Regions from separate parts of the Sus scrofa genome. Here regions 2 and 3 are each linked to region 1. A link is a contact called in public HiChIP or PLAC-seq data. All regions are on one chromosome and are shown on one strand. Each heading gives the region's core, a stretch centred on a gene start, on an enhancer-like site or on the middle of the called end of the contact. The rest is flanking DNA. Distances are from core to core; before and after follow the strand shown. Region 1 overlaps LOC106509733 (a long non-coding RNA gene). Region 2 overlaps LOC106509733 (a long non-coding RNA gene). Region 3 overlaps LOC106509733 (a long non-coding RNA gene).

Evidence for each region. HiChIP or PLAC-seq counts read pairs in DNA pulled down with a chosen protein or histone mark.
Region 2: a contact with region 1 is called in an H3K27ac HiChIP or PLAC-seq map of alveolar macrophages. The contact joins two enhancer-like sites. A contact is called at or near these places in 2 of 47 Hi-C or Micro-C datasets (embryonic fibroblasts and skeletal muscle) and 2 of 2 datasets of contacts at active chromatin or transcription factors (alveolar macrophages and skeletal muscle).
Region 3: a contact with region 1 is called in an H3K27ac HiChIP or PLAC-seq map of alveolar macrophages. The contact joins two enhancer-like sites. A contact is called at or near these places in 2 of 47 Hi-C or Micro-C datasets (embryonic fibroblasts and skeletal muscle) and 1 of 2 datasets of contacts at active chromatin or transcription factors (alveolar macrophages).

The regions. Positions count from the first base shown.
Region 1 is chr3:44,912,286-44,916,475 of Sscrofa11.1, reverse strand. All of the region lies in intron 1 of LOC106509733 (a long non-coding RNA gene), which reads right to left. Among named protein-coding and RNA genes, the nearest start is that of BCL2L11, 280 kb to the left of the region's middle. Within about 2 kb of position 2,010, at least 14 of the 83 cell types and tissues checked have an H3K27ac peak or open chromatin away from gene starts, as enhancers often do. A contact at or near this core is called in alveolar macrophages and skeletal muscle, where this site is marked.
Region 2 is chr3:45,038,597-45,042,786 of Sscrofa11.1, reverse strand. All of the region lies in intron 4 of LOC106509733 (a long non-coding RNA gene), which reads right to left. Among named protein-coding and RNA genes, the nearest start is that of BCL2L11, 160 kb to the left of the region's middle. Within about 2 kb of position 2,131, at least 19 of the 83 cell types and tissues checked have an H3K27ac peak or open chromatin away from gene starts, as enhancers often do. A contact at or near this core is called in alveolar macrophages, where this site is marked.
Region 3 is chr3:44,996,542-45,000,731 of Sscrofa11.1, reverse strand. All of the region lies in intron 4 of LOC106509733 (a long non-coding RNA gene), which reads right to left. Among named protein-coding and RNA genes, the nearest start is that of BCL2L11, 200 kb to the left of the region's middle. Within about 2 kb of position 1,926, at least 26 of the 83 cell types and tissues checked have an H3K27ac peak or open chromatin away from gene starts, as enhancers often do. A contact at or near this core is called in alveolar macrophages and skeletal muscle, where this site is marked.

The DNA.
Region 1 (4,190 bases), core at 761-3,260:
GAGTGAAACCAGCTGCATCGTCCCTCACCACCCCTCCTCAAGGCACCCCTGGCACACCTCTCACTGACAGCAGTCAGGGCCTTGATGTCAGAACTAGGCTTCCGAGGCGTATCAACCCCACTGTAAAACGGCACAGAAATGAATCCTCAAGTCCTCCACTTATTCAACACAGTAGACAGTCCTTGTATTACAGGTCTTGAATGCGGGAGCAACAGAATCTGTATCTGGGAACATCACAAAGGGACTATGTGCTAAGAGAATGGCAGTTCCTTGAATCATGGGCAGGGCTGGGTTGTCCAGTTTGGGAATGGGCAGGGCCAGAGAACAGGCATGGCCAAAATGGGCACAAAGCAGGAGGGATGTGCTTTTGGGGGAGGGGGGGGTCATTGCTGAGCTGAACAAGGTAAGCTCCCAAGTCTTAGATAACAGCATCCCAACAGTGGAGCTTGGTGGTATGTCCCCTCCCTGAATTCCCCCGCTCGGGCTCAGCCTGCACTAAGAGAGGCTAAGAGGAACTGGCATCTCGCTCCTGTGTGGCATCTGGGGCCACCCCCCCCTCCAGATATCACACAGTGGAAGGAAGGGACACTGCCCCCAAGGAAACTGGGTGCAGCAGAGATGGGTGGCCCCAAATATACTACAGTTCTCCCAACAAGGTTTGACTGCATCTTTGTAATGAGGCTTCTGCAATAACTACTCAGGGGTGCAGGCAGCCTCTGGAAGCTGAACAGTCAAGGAAGCCAAATCTACCCTCCGAAAAAGCCTCCTGCAAAGAACAATACTTTGCCTTCAACCCAGTGAGACTAATTTCGGGCATCTGGCTTCCAGAACTGTCAGAGAATACACTTGTGTTGTTTTAAGCCACCAAGGATGTTACAGCAGCCACAGCAAACCAAAACACCCAACATGACAAGCAGGAAGATAGAGAGGGACCAATGGCTCACTTGTCACATCCCAGGAACCTAGACCCTGACTCCTGCTGGAAGCATCCTCCCATTGTCCCTGAGGTCCCAGAGCACCTGCCTAAGTGGGAGAGTCCTCCAGGTGCAGCGGAGCCCTGCAAAAAGCCATGGTCCTTCACTGGCTCCAAGAGGACCGCTCACCCACCCTTGGCCTCTGACAGACAGGGTACTTTATGAATCCAGTGACATGCGAGTGTGTCAGGGCATGGAGTGGGCAGGCTGTAAGAACTCTCAGGGCTTATCTGGATGCCTCTACAGTTCCCATGAGTCTAAACTGGTGCATCCATTGTACAAACAAGCACATCTTGGAAACATCCAGATCAGAGCAGGAGCTGTTACAGGCTAGGAAGGTAAATGATGATACTGGTCCTGAGCGCAGCCGCTGTCACTCAAGGCATTTTGATCACAGAGCATCAGGGGCACTGGACCAGGTCACAGGTGTCTTCTGAAAGACGCACAGACAAGCCCAGGTGAAAAGGAAATGTCTTCTGCTGCTCGTTTGTTCCAGCCTTAGCCGGAATGTATTTATCTCAACATTTCTCAGCACAATGGGGTGTGAAGCAGGGGGGAGGGGAGACCCTCTAGCAACTCATTGTCTGGGAGGGTAATTTAGTCCAAGCTCCTATTTACTGGAAGAGCTTTCTACCCACACAGCAAAAAAGTTCTGAAATAAAGAAGGCCTGTAATTGTTTATTTCCTTTTACTTTTTTGGTTACGACAGTTAAAAACTGTCCTTCAAACTTAGTCCCAAAAGACATCAGAGCTTGACAATGACGAATGGGGAACAGATGTTTCTGGACTGTCAGAATGGCAGCTTCCTCCTCGACACGTGGGCTCCGGAACACAGAGTGGGTCACTGTCCGGCCTCGGGGGCCAGACAGACCAGGTCTGGCAGCCAGGCCCAGGCTCCGAGGGTGTGCGGGACCATGGGCCAGGCTTCCCTTGACTGAGTTGGGCAATTCGGGGCTTTTAACTGCCTTGGGGATTGGGGCGGGTGCCTTGAATGAGGAACTAGGACAGGCCCTGACTTCCCAGCAGGGGTCTAGCTCAACTGACAGTTCTCTCTCCCTGAGGCCAGTGAGGCCACTGTACTCTCTCCCCCAGGCCAGTGAGGCCGGGGACAGAGGAGGATCTGCTTTTCTCAGGACTTGGGAGCTAACTCTGCAGTTCTGTGCCACTCACTTTCCCATGTCACTTCCCTCTCCCACTTCCCTTTCCCTGGAAACCCGCTAGCCAGACATGGGCAGACAGGAGTGAGAGAGATGGGGGATAATGGTCAGGCAGCCTCATCCTCTCAGAGGTCCCCACCCTATCCAGGCTCTGGTCCTCAAAGGCATCAGCCCCCAGCAGGTCACCTCACAGTTCTCTACTGACCTCAGTACACAGTACCCCAGGCTCTTGCTGCCCATGTCCTGGGGGTGTTCAGTGGGAGTTGGGGAGCGGGGTGGCTGGAGGGTCCACGTGGGTGCAGCTGGAGTGGCTATGCTTACTCCCAGGGCAGCTGTAGCCCAGGCTTGAGGCGCATCCTACCCGAAGCCAGAGGGGGCCCTGCCACACTCCCCGAGGTGCCTTGGCACTCAGTGCCCCTCCCTCGCCCTCCAGGGAAGCAGCAGCAGGGGCTAAAGCCGCTCCACACCCCTCTTTCGCTCCACACTCCCAACACCACGTGGGCCGCACTTTCACGCCTATTTAGAACCACGGAGACCTACCGTGTGCCTGATTCTAGATGCCCGCAGTTAGGAAGCAGCCTCTGCAGTCCAACTCCCCGGGTTCCATCCCAGCTCTGGACTCACCCTCCATGCCTGGGCATTTCATAACCTTGGGGTGCCTCAGTTTCCCCAGCCTTAAACAGTGAACTTCTGTTCACTACTTTCCAGGAGAGCTGCTGACGATTAAATGTCAAGTGCTCCGTGGTGCTGGCCGGACCTGCAGGAGCATCAGCTACAAGAGGTGCAGAGAGCTGAGCACCTGCCCTCAATGGTGGCTTGAGGTGGTCGGACTGTGTCCTTGAACCGCGCAGCCGCATCCCGATCAGCCTTCAGTGGGCTTGCAGCGCGCATGCACAAGTCCTGTGGCCCATGCGCGTGCGCACCAGCGGATGCCAGACGGGGAGCGCTGCTGGGAACAGCGTCATGGCTCTGAGGATTCGGAGCAGAGGGCAGGGGGACGAGGGGGCGGCTGGAGCCCAGTTCGCTCTTGCGAAGCACTTCCTGAACTGCACATTCAGTTACCACAAAATGAGTCAAGGTCCCTTTCAAGTGGCTTGTTGAGCTTCCCTCTGATCTGGCACAGCCTCCCCGGGATGGACGGGCCACAGTCTTTCCTGGTAAGCTGTCGTGTCCCGCTCGGAAATCCCTAGACTTGGCACCGTGCCAGCTCCGAACTGCTTCACTTCTCCCTGATAACCACCCCACAGGGCGGGGTCTGGTCAGGTCCCCATTTTACAGATAAGGAAACTGAGGATCAGAGAGGTTGCCATGAGTGGCCTTCGGTCACACAGCTGTCAGGGTCAGGGCTGGGGTTTGAACACATGACTGTCTGGCTCTTCCCTGTGTGTTCTTTCACCTGACTCACTGCGGCAGGGAAGGGAGGCCACGTTCATCTTCCCCGCCAGGGTGAGATTGAGGCCCGGAAGCTCTCTCTGGGCCCATTTGTGAAAAGGAGATGCTGAGGAGGTGAGGTTGTGGAAATGGAGGGATTAGAACCCATTTCTCACATCCCAGGAGGAAACAGGGGGCTTACTCTCCAGGCAGGAAATACAAGGGTCCTACTGATGGGATAGTGCCTCTCAGTGGACTGATTTCTCATAAGAAAGGGCGTCCTTGTCCACCAAGTGTCTCATCCAAAAGACCAAGGTTCTCTGGATGAGATAGAGGGCCACAAAAGGCTCTCACTAAAACCTGGCTTCAGGACCAGGCACCCAGCCTGGGGAGCCACAGTTGGAAAAACCCTTCATCCTGGGGTGAGGGGGGTGGGGTTTGGCTCTGCTGGGACTGCAGCACCCCAAGGCCCATGGGGGTCCCACCACATGGGGTTCCTTTTGGGTCCCTGGGAAAGAAGGAGGGATTCTCAGAGGTACTTGGGAAATCAGAGAGAGAAAAGGAAGCAGGTGCATTTGAAACACAAAGACCGCCTGTGGAAAACCCAGGCTGGCCAAGAAGGTCTGAGCTGTGCTGATGGTGACATGGTTCTTTGTTTTTGCTATTGTCCTTGTTGTTTTGATTCAGT
Region 2 (4,190 bases), core at 882-3,381, 130 kb before region 1:
TGTAGCTCTAATTGGACTCCTAGCCTGGGAATCTCCATATGCCGCAAGTGCAGCCCTAAACACACACACACACACACACAGAATGATGCTAATTTAAAACTCACCCTGGCTCCAAAATTCTATTTCTAAAGTCTATTTTGTCACTTGACATCACCGGGCAGCTATCAGCACCTGTTGGCAGCAGCAGGACCACTATGTTGGCAACAACTCGCTAAAAGGCAGTTGGGTGGATCCACTTTCCCTTTCACCACCAGGGCCAGACTAGGGTGGGGCAAGCGAGGCTCAAGGAGCAAAATTTAAGGAGGCACTCACTTTCAGGTGCTGACCCTATATTTGCAAGGCCCTGAGAGTGAGCATCTCCTTAAAATTTGTTCATTAGGCAGCTTACTGGCTTTGTCCCAGTCTTAGCACTAGTCCCCACCACTCCCTACTGTCTCCCCAGCAGTGAGGCCATGTGTAAATGGTCACATCTTGCTTGCTCTGCTCTTGTTCTACCACTAGAATGAAGAGGAAAGTAAACTATTTCTAGTACGCTGTCTTCATCAAAATTGAGTAAACAAGATATAGACCAAAAGAGCCCTGGGTTTCACCTTTCTGGTTTACCTACAACATTCCCTATGAGTACGAGAACCTGAAGTTCTCAGCAGGGCCATCCAGGGCCCTGAATGTCCAGTTCCAGAGTCTCTCTAGTAGGAACTTTGGTCAGAGGAACAGATATGTCTTTTAGAAAAACAACTCTGGCTACCTTTTTTCTGAGCCCTGATGTGGGCCGAGAAATTTAAAGTCTCCTGCAAAGGTGAGAGTGCAGGAGGGGAGGATGGATGGAAGGACTTGCAAGGTGTAGCTGTGTTCACTGAGGGATTCCAAGCAGGGTTGGATGACAGGGCTCAAAAATTACCAGATGGTTCCATCAAGGCTTCCCTTCCCGCTTAAACAAGGGGACAGGGCAGGAGAAAGTGGTCTGTCTGGCTTTGGGTGAGCTGAGTTTGAAATCAGGTCAGGACGGCTGGGTATGTTGGAATAACAAGGGAGAATGCCTGTCCCTTCCTCCTTCGGGGGCTGTCCCCTGGGGTGCCCCCAACCTCCAGTCCCCACCCCCAGTCAGCTTTCTCAAGGCTGCCTCTGTTTAGGTCTGAGCCTAGCAGGAAACAGCCCCCTCCGGGCAACCAGTTGTAACCTTATTGTTAGCAGGCTGAAAAGGAGGCTGGTATTTCACAGCAGAGATAAAAGTTAATCACAGATTAGAACTGCCTTGAAAATATTGATGACTTCATTCACCTGAGTCCTGGGCCTGGGGGGGACGTCTTCACGGTGGCTGAGTGGCCAGACCAGTTCAGCCAGTTCTCCGCTCTTCACAAGGGAGCCCAGCCTTAAACAAAAGCCAGGACTACTGAATAGAGGGCATTCATAGGAGGTTGGAGTCACTCTGCAGACCTACTGGGTGCTGTCTAGACTGTCAGATTGGAGGTCTGTTTACTCTCTGCCCCACCTTTTTCCCAGGAGCCCGCCCTCCCTCTCCCATTACAACTTTTATCTGGCGGCACCATCACCCTGGGAGACTCCCAAACAGAAAGCCAGACTTTGAGCAGCAGAGACAGTAGCTACAAAATAAAAGTTCCTGTGTTCAGAGGTGGGGCGATTTCTCAATGCGGACCATTAGGTTTAAGATGAGGGGAATTTATCCTCTTGGGTGATCTGAAAACGGGATAAAATTCAAGCTGTGTTTGAAATAAAAAGTTAACATGTTACTACAGTTTGTCCTAAAATGTTCAGCAAATAGTGTAGTGGGGCATTGGGAACCAACAGGGGGAAGGCAAAAAACTCTCCTGGTCCTGGATCCCTGACCTCTGGGCTCAGGCACCACTTTTGCCCTCCTGAGCTAGACGATGCATGAAAGCCCCGAGCTCGGCTGTGTAAAATGCACACAAAGGAGACATTCGCCAACCCCACCCCAGCTTTGGCTGGAACAGAACGGGGTGGCCTGGATGCCAAGAGAGGCCACTGCCAACACTGGGGCGGGGGTGGGTTGAAAAACTGAGCTTTCACAGAAAGGCCAGAGGCTAATCAAGGCCAGGGAAAAGAGGATGGTACAGATGCTGCAAGAAGATGACGAATTTTTTTGTGAGGAAGAGTTGACTGTGCAATTTTTTTTTCTTTTTAGGGCCACACCCGTGGCACATGGAAGTTCCAAGGCTAGGGGTCGAATCAGAGCTATAACCACAGCAATGTGTGATCTGAGCCTCATCTCCGACCTATACCACAGCTCACTGCAACACTGAATCCTTAACCCACTGAGCAAGGCCAGGGCTCGAACCTAAGTCCGCAGAGATACTAGTTGGGTTCTTAACCCGCTGAGCCACAACAGGAAGTCCAGACTGTGCAATTTTTATTCCCAAAGATGGAAGAAAAGCTAATCACAAATCACGATGAAAGGGATTCCTGCCGGAGGCCCTCCGAGGCACCCACCACCCACCACACCCAGCTCAGCTTGTGAGGCCCCCTGTAGCAACTCCTCCTGTTTTGTTTTTGTTTTTGTTTTTTGCCTCTGTGCAGCGGCTTGATGTGGGATCGCAGTTCCCAGGCCAGGGACTGAACTTTGGCGGCAGCAGTGAAAGCCAAGTCCTAACCACTAGACTACCAGGGAACTCCCCCTCTTCTCATGCTTTTTCTTGCTGCTGCCCTGCCCAGAGCCTGCACCCACTTTAAGCATCTTGTCCCATCTTCCACAGGGCTGGCCCTCTGTCTCTCTCTGAAGAACATCCCTTAGGCTTTTTGCTTGTCTATATTTCTGCTTCCGTCAGGTCCCAGGGTCCCGAAGTTCCTCTGAGAAGCCTTCCTTGGGCCCCTCAAACTCCCTCCCCCAACCCAGCCTTTGGAGCCTTCCTTGGGCACAAAACAGTCGAGGGAGCTCAAGCCTTGCTGTGCGTCTGAGGATGCCCGCGGGGAAGACGGTGGGTTGGAAGGAACCAGGCAGGATCTGCTTGAGGTGGATGAGGAGGGGGATGGATTCATAATAGTGTTAGTGCTACCAGCAGAGTGGGGTTCCTGGATGCATGAGAACCAAAGAGATGGTGGTCCCAGGATCTGGTGGAGAGACTGCAGAGTGTGAGGCAGCTCAGAACCTGGCTTGACATCAGAGGCTAAAGAGAGAGACCTCAGGAGAAGGTAGGGAACTAAAGTGACACCATCTGTGGCAGGGCGTTGAAGGGCAGGATGCAGACAAGACAATCAACCCAAACTCTGTCCAGGGCCCCTCCTCCCAAGGACAGGTGAGGCAATGGTGCACAGGTCCTGGGCACAGCTGACAAGTCAGTGCCCTGGAGCCCAGCCTCCTACTTTAAGAAAAGGAAGGAGCGGCTAAGAGCCACACACTCCTATATTTAAAAAAATAGGAAGAGGAGTTTCTGGGAGTTCCCATTGTGGCTCAGTGGTAACAAACCTGACTAGTATCCATGAGGACACAGGTTCGATCCCTGGCCTTGGTCAGTGGGTTAAGGATCTGGCATTGCCGTGAACTGTGGTGTAGGTCACAGATGAGGCTCGGATCTTGCATTGCTGTGGTTCCGGCGCAGGCCAGCAGCTGTAGCTCTGATTCGACCCCTAACCTGGGAATCTCCATATGCTGCAGGTGCAGCCAAAAAGAGGAGTTCCTACTGTGGTGCAATGGGATCGGTGGCGTCTCGAAGCACTGGGACACAGTGGGTTAAGGATTAGGCATTGCCACAGCTGTGGCCCAAGTGGCAACAGCAGCTCCTACCTGATCCCTGGCCCAGGAACTCCAAAAAAGGGGGGAAAAAAAAGAAAAAAGGAAAGATGGCTAAAAAAAGAGAAAAGAAAAAGGCCCAAGTTGGATTTTGAATGAGATGCTCATTTTTCTTTTTTTTTTTGGTGGTCAGTGAGCCTACTCCTAGTAATGGTCAGACCCCAAGGCAAAGGTACCCCTCTAACCCCATGGAAGAAATCCCTGCAGCTTCACTGCACTTGCTGTACATGGCTAGATGTTTCCATCTGGCTTGTTGCCAAGCACTGCGGGTTGACAGGAAGGTTTTCTCATGGGGGCTCCTTTATAAAAGACCTCCTAGTAGTAGGTACTTGTAAGGCATAAAACGTGTCTCTCCAATCAAGCTCTCGAGAGACAGGGGGCCAGAGGCTGTCAAGGAGGAGGCAACTGGAGAAAGAGGAGAGCTGGA
Region 3 (4,190 bases), core at 677-3,176, 84 kb before region 1:
AGACCCAGAATTAATGGAATGTCATAAGAGAGCAGAGCAGAATGCTATGAATAAGCTAAGGAAGAGTGTGAAACTTCTGAAAATGAAGGCTAAACTTTAGATGTATTAGGATAAGTGCATTAGATAAGGAAAAATCCACAGCTTTCATTAGGTTCTCAAAAAAGTAGGTCAGGCTCAAGAAAGACCCTTCCTAAGGAGGGCTCCTTATACACTGGCTACTAGAAAGTTCAGTGTGGAAGTGGGGAGTTATGCATATGGGCCAGGGGTTAAAGCATCCAGGGGTGCCTAACCTAGATTCAAGGTGCCTTGAACTTCCTAAAACTTCGTATTTATGTTTTTATTTGTGTGCATTTGGGGGGAAATGGTCAGAGGTTATGACCTAAGAGCTAAGCACTTCAGGCTCTGGGAAAGCAGATTCTCCCGGCGAGGAGACCCAAGATGTGACTGCAGAGTGAGAGGTGGAGTTGGTGATGGGAGGGCGGTCCTGGCAGGCCAGGGAGCAGGAGGCTTTAGGTATCAGAGAAACATGTGCTGGGGCCCTGGGGTGCAAAAGAACCAGGTGGAGAAACCCAGAATTTGAGAGAAAGACAGAAGAAAAGGAATTCAAATCAGGGCGCTTTTGGAATCAGCTTTCAAACTCAGGGCAAAGCTTCCTTCTGATGGGCCTTGCTTGAACCCCAGCCTTGATGATAATCACCCACCCTGGAGCCCTGGTGCCTCTTCCAGAAGCTCCCAAGAGGACCAGCCTCGCCCTTCCTGAGTTCTCCCTTCAGACCAATGACTCCCCAGAGCAGCTTCGGACCCAGAGAGGCCCGAGGGAGCTGACCTAGAACCAATGCTCTGAGGGATGGCACCTGGCTCCCTAGGGCCCCCAAAGACCAAGGACCCTCTCGTTCTCAGAAGATGACTCTGGAGGACAAGACTGTCACATGAATCCCACAGGCTATCACACTGACACCCTCCTCTGTGTGCATATTAGAAAGCTAAGTTATGGGCGTTCCCATCGTGGTTCGGCTATAACAAACTTGACTAGAATCCATGAGGATATGGGTTCAATCCCTGGCCTTGCTCAGTGGGTTAACAATCTGGCATTGCCGTGAGCTGTGGTGTAGGTTGCAGGTGTGGCTCGGATCTGGCGTTGCTGTGGCTTGGCTGTGGCTGGCAGTTGTAGCTCAGATTCAACCCCTAGCCTGGGAATTTCCATATGCCGCGGGTGTGGCCCTAAAAAGACAAGGAAGGAAGGGAGGGAGAATGCAAGCAAAGCGGTGTCAAATGTCCTCCCCTCACTTTGGCCATGACGACACATAGAGCAAGCTCTCTAGAAAGGGGATCCCCTTGATCTTCCAAACGCAAAAAGCTCAGAGCCCTGCTGCTCTCAGTTGCGCTCTGGAACGGGCCTGGGATGGGGAGGCCCTGCTCACTGACCCCATGTGCTGTTTCCAAAGCAGGTGGCAGGGCGGTCAGCAGAGCAGGGTCATAGGAAGCCCTGACAGTGGGCACGAAGCACTGGGTTTGTTTCCTGGCTCAGACTTCCCTTTTTGCAGTCACAAGGGACCTGTGAATGTCAGGAGGAATTGCAGGGTGGCAGCAGAACCAAGCCCACTGCCCCCCAGCACCCACGTGAGGGGCACAAGAGGCCCCAGCGGCCCAGGGCTCAAGGGCACGCAGCCCCTCCTGCCTCTTCCAGCCCCAAGAAACAACTGTTTCCATTCTAACCAACTTGGTTGAAGAATATGACGAGTCACTCTTGACCCTGCAGCATTCCATCAAAATCACAAAACAAACATGCCATCGTGTTTGCTCAGGGCCCAGCCACTCTCTTATTTTTTCTGCTCCTCCATGGAGGCATCTGTTGGACACTGACTCACCCGGCAGGTGACCGGCAGCCCACCCCGTGGGTGGGAGCTCCTTGGCCACTTGCAGCCTGTGCTTCCCCCGTGAGTCAGGGAGGATTGCGACATCCCTGAGCAGATGTGACGGAGGTGACGCAGTGGACACAGGGCGTGTGCCAAGGTTGAGCCCTGAATCTTCGGAGGGCAGAATTCACACTCAAGTTTCTTTTGAATCGGCTGAGTCATGACTGCTTCAAGGACAAGGCTCAGCTGCTGACACCAACGGCAAAGCCCAAACCTGGGGCCTTTTGTCTGGGCAAAATCCGGAAGTTTCTCTAAAATGTGGTTTCTAGTAGAACCAGATCATTTTTTTTTTTTTTTGAGAACATCTCATTTTCTATAAAAATTTTAAATGTAGAAAAATTGATTTTTCACTCACGCTAAAGTAACAAACGGGTTCATATATTTAATCTTTTTTTTTTTTTTTTTTTTTTTTGTCTTTTTAGGGCTGCACCCAGAAGTTCCCAGGCTAAGGGTTAAATCGGAGCTGCAGCTGCCGGCCTACACCACAGCCACAGCAACACAGGATCTGAGCCACATCTGCCACCTACACCACAGCTTATGGAAACTCCAGATCCTTAACCCACTGAGCGAGGCCAGGGATTAAACTCGCATCCTCATGGCTACTAGTTGGGTTTGTTACCGCTGAGCCACAAAAGGAATTCCTCATTTATTTAAACATATAAATCTACTTCCAAATTATAGTTCACTCAAATTCAGTACAGAAGGGAGGGGTGGGTTCCAGGAGAACAGGGAGGACCCAGATAGGAGACCTCACAGCTCACTCAACATGTCATCAGGGTATCTCGTCTTTTCCTGTCGACAAGGACCAGTTTGGTGAATGGGTTGTATGGTTTTTGACTCCTTCCTCAAATCTTGAAGGAGTCAAATTGAGCATCTTTTGAGATGCTTTTCTGCCCCCCAAAGCATCTTTGCTTCTTCTTGGTGGGAAGGGGGAGGTGTCCTCGGCCATGCTGAGTCCTGGGCAGCCGGGTTGTACCATCATGGTGGCGTGGGGGCATCTTGAGTGGAGCTCGGCAGCACTGTCCCGGGGGCAGGGGGCTCCGTAAGCAGGAGCTGGGGCAGAAGATGGGCTCAGCAGAGGCTGTGCAGACCGTGCTCTCTCCACACTCACCCGATGCCCAGGCAGGAGGAATCTCCCTGGGGACTGAGAGCCCCAGAGCCGGCCCCTCTGGGGGAGCCCTCGGGGAGCTTGGCTGCACCAGTGGGTAGCAAAGCTGGGCTGCAGAGAAGCTAGCTCCCGTCTCCCGTCTCTGTCTAAACTCAAACCTCCCAGCCAGCCCTGGGTGCCTCACCACAGGCCCCGGGCAAGGCCTGGGCTGTGACCTCCTCCTCTCTCATTCTTCAGACATAAATCCTCACAGCCTGTCTCCTGGTCCTTATTTAACCCCTGGGTCTGCTGATATTTCTCTTCCCTCTTCCCTGCAAATAGCTGCTACTCTATTATATGTGGGGGGAGGGACTGTTTAGGGGTGAAGGGAACATGGCCCCGAATCACCCACAGCCTCTTCATGTCTCCTTCTGCCCAGGTCTCTGGTCCAGGAAAGCCCTCCCCAGACACCCCCCCAGATCCCTCTATGCCAAACCTCAACCACTGCCTGGCCACCTATGCTTGGCCCACAGTGGGTCTGAACCTGGAACCTGCCTGGAAGCCGGCTCCCAAGGCCTCCCACACGGACAACTTTCCACAGCCCCCCACCCCTTGGTCATTAGCCTTTATTCCCTGAGGCCCCTCTGCGATCACAGGAAGCCGGTGGGCAGAAGCCACAGAGGCCTGTCACAGCCCCCTGGCCTTGGCCTTGACGCCCACCCTGACTGGTTTCCTGTGCCCTCTGTCCCGCTCTCCATCCTCCCAACTTCCCGTTTCTTTCCGCCTTTCCCTCCCCTCCCCGCTCCCTCCTTCTTCTTTCCTTCATCCATCACCTTAGCCTTGACCTGCCCTGGGACCCAGAGTCCACAGAGGCCTGAGAGCTTTAGCCCTGACACCTCATGAGTATCTGGGGCTCTTTTCTTCCTCCCAGGGGCCCTGGGCTGCTTTCCTGGCTTTGGGGAATGGCTGGCCACTTTTGCCAACCTTGGCGCATGGCCTGCTCCCACCAGCCCAGGCCAGGGAGCCAGCTCCCTCCTTCCTGGTTCCCCCTTCAGGGCTGTCCCTAAGGACAGTCATGGGCCCCTCCTTGAGGCAGGATATAACAGAGGTACATGGGCTTTGTTGTAGCCCCTGGCCTCTGCCTCCAGGCCCTGGGGGAGGGGTGCTCCCAGCTCCTTCCCTCACTC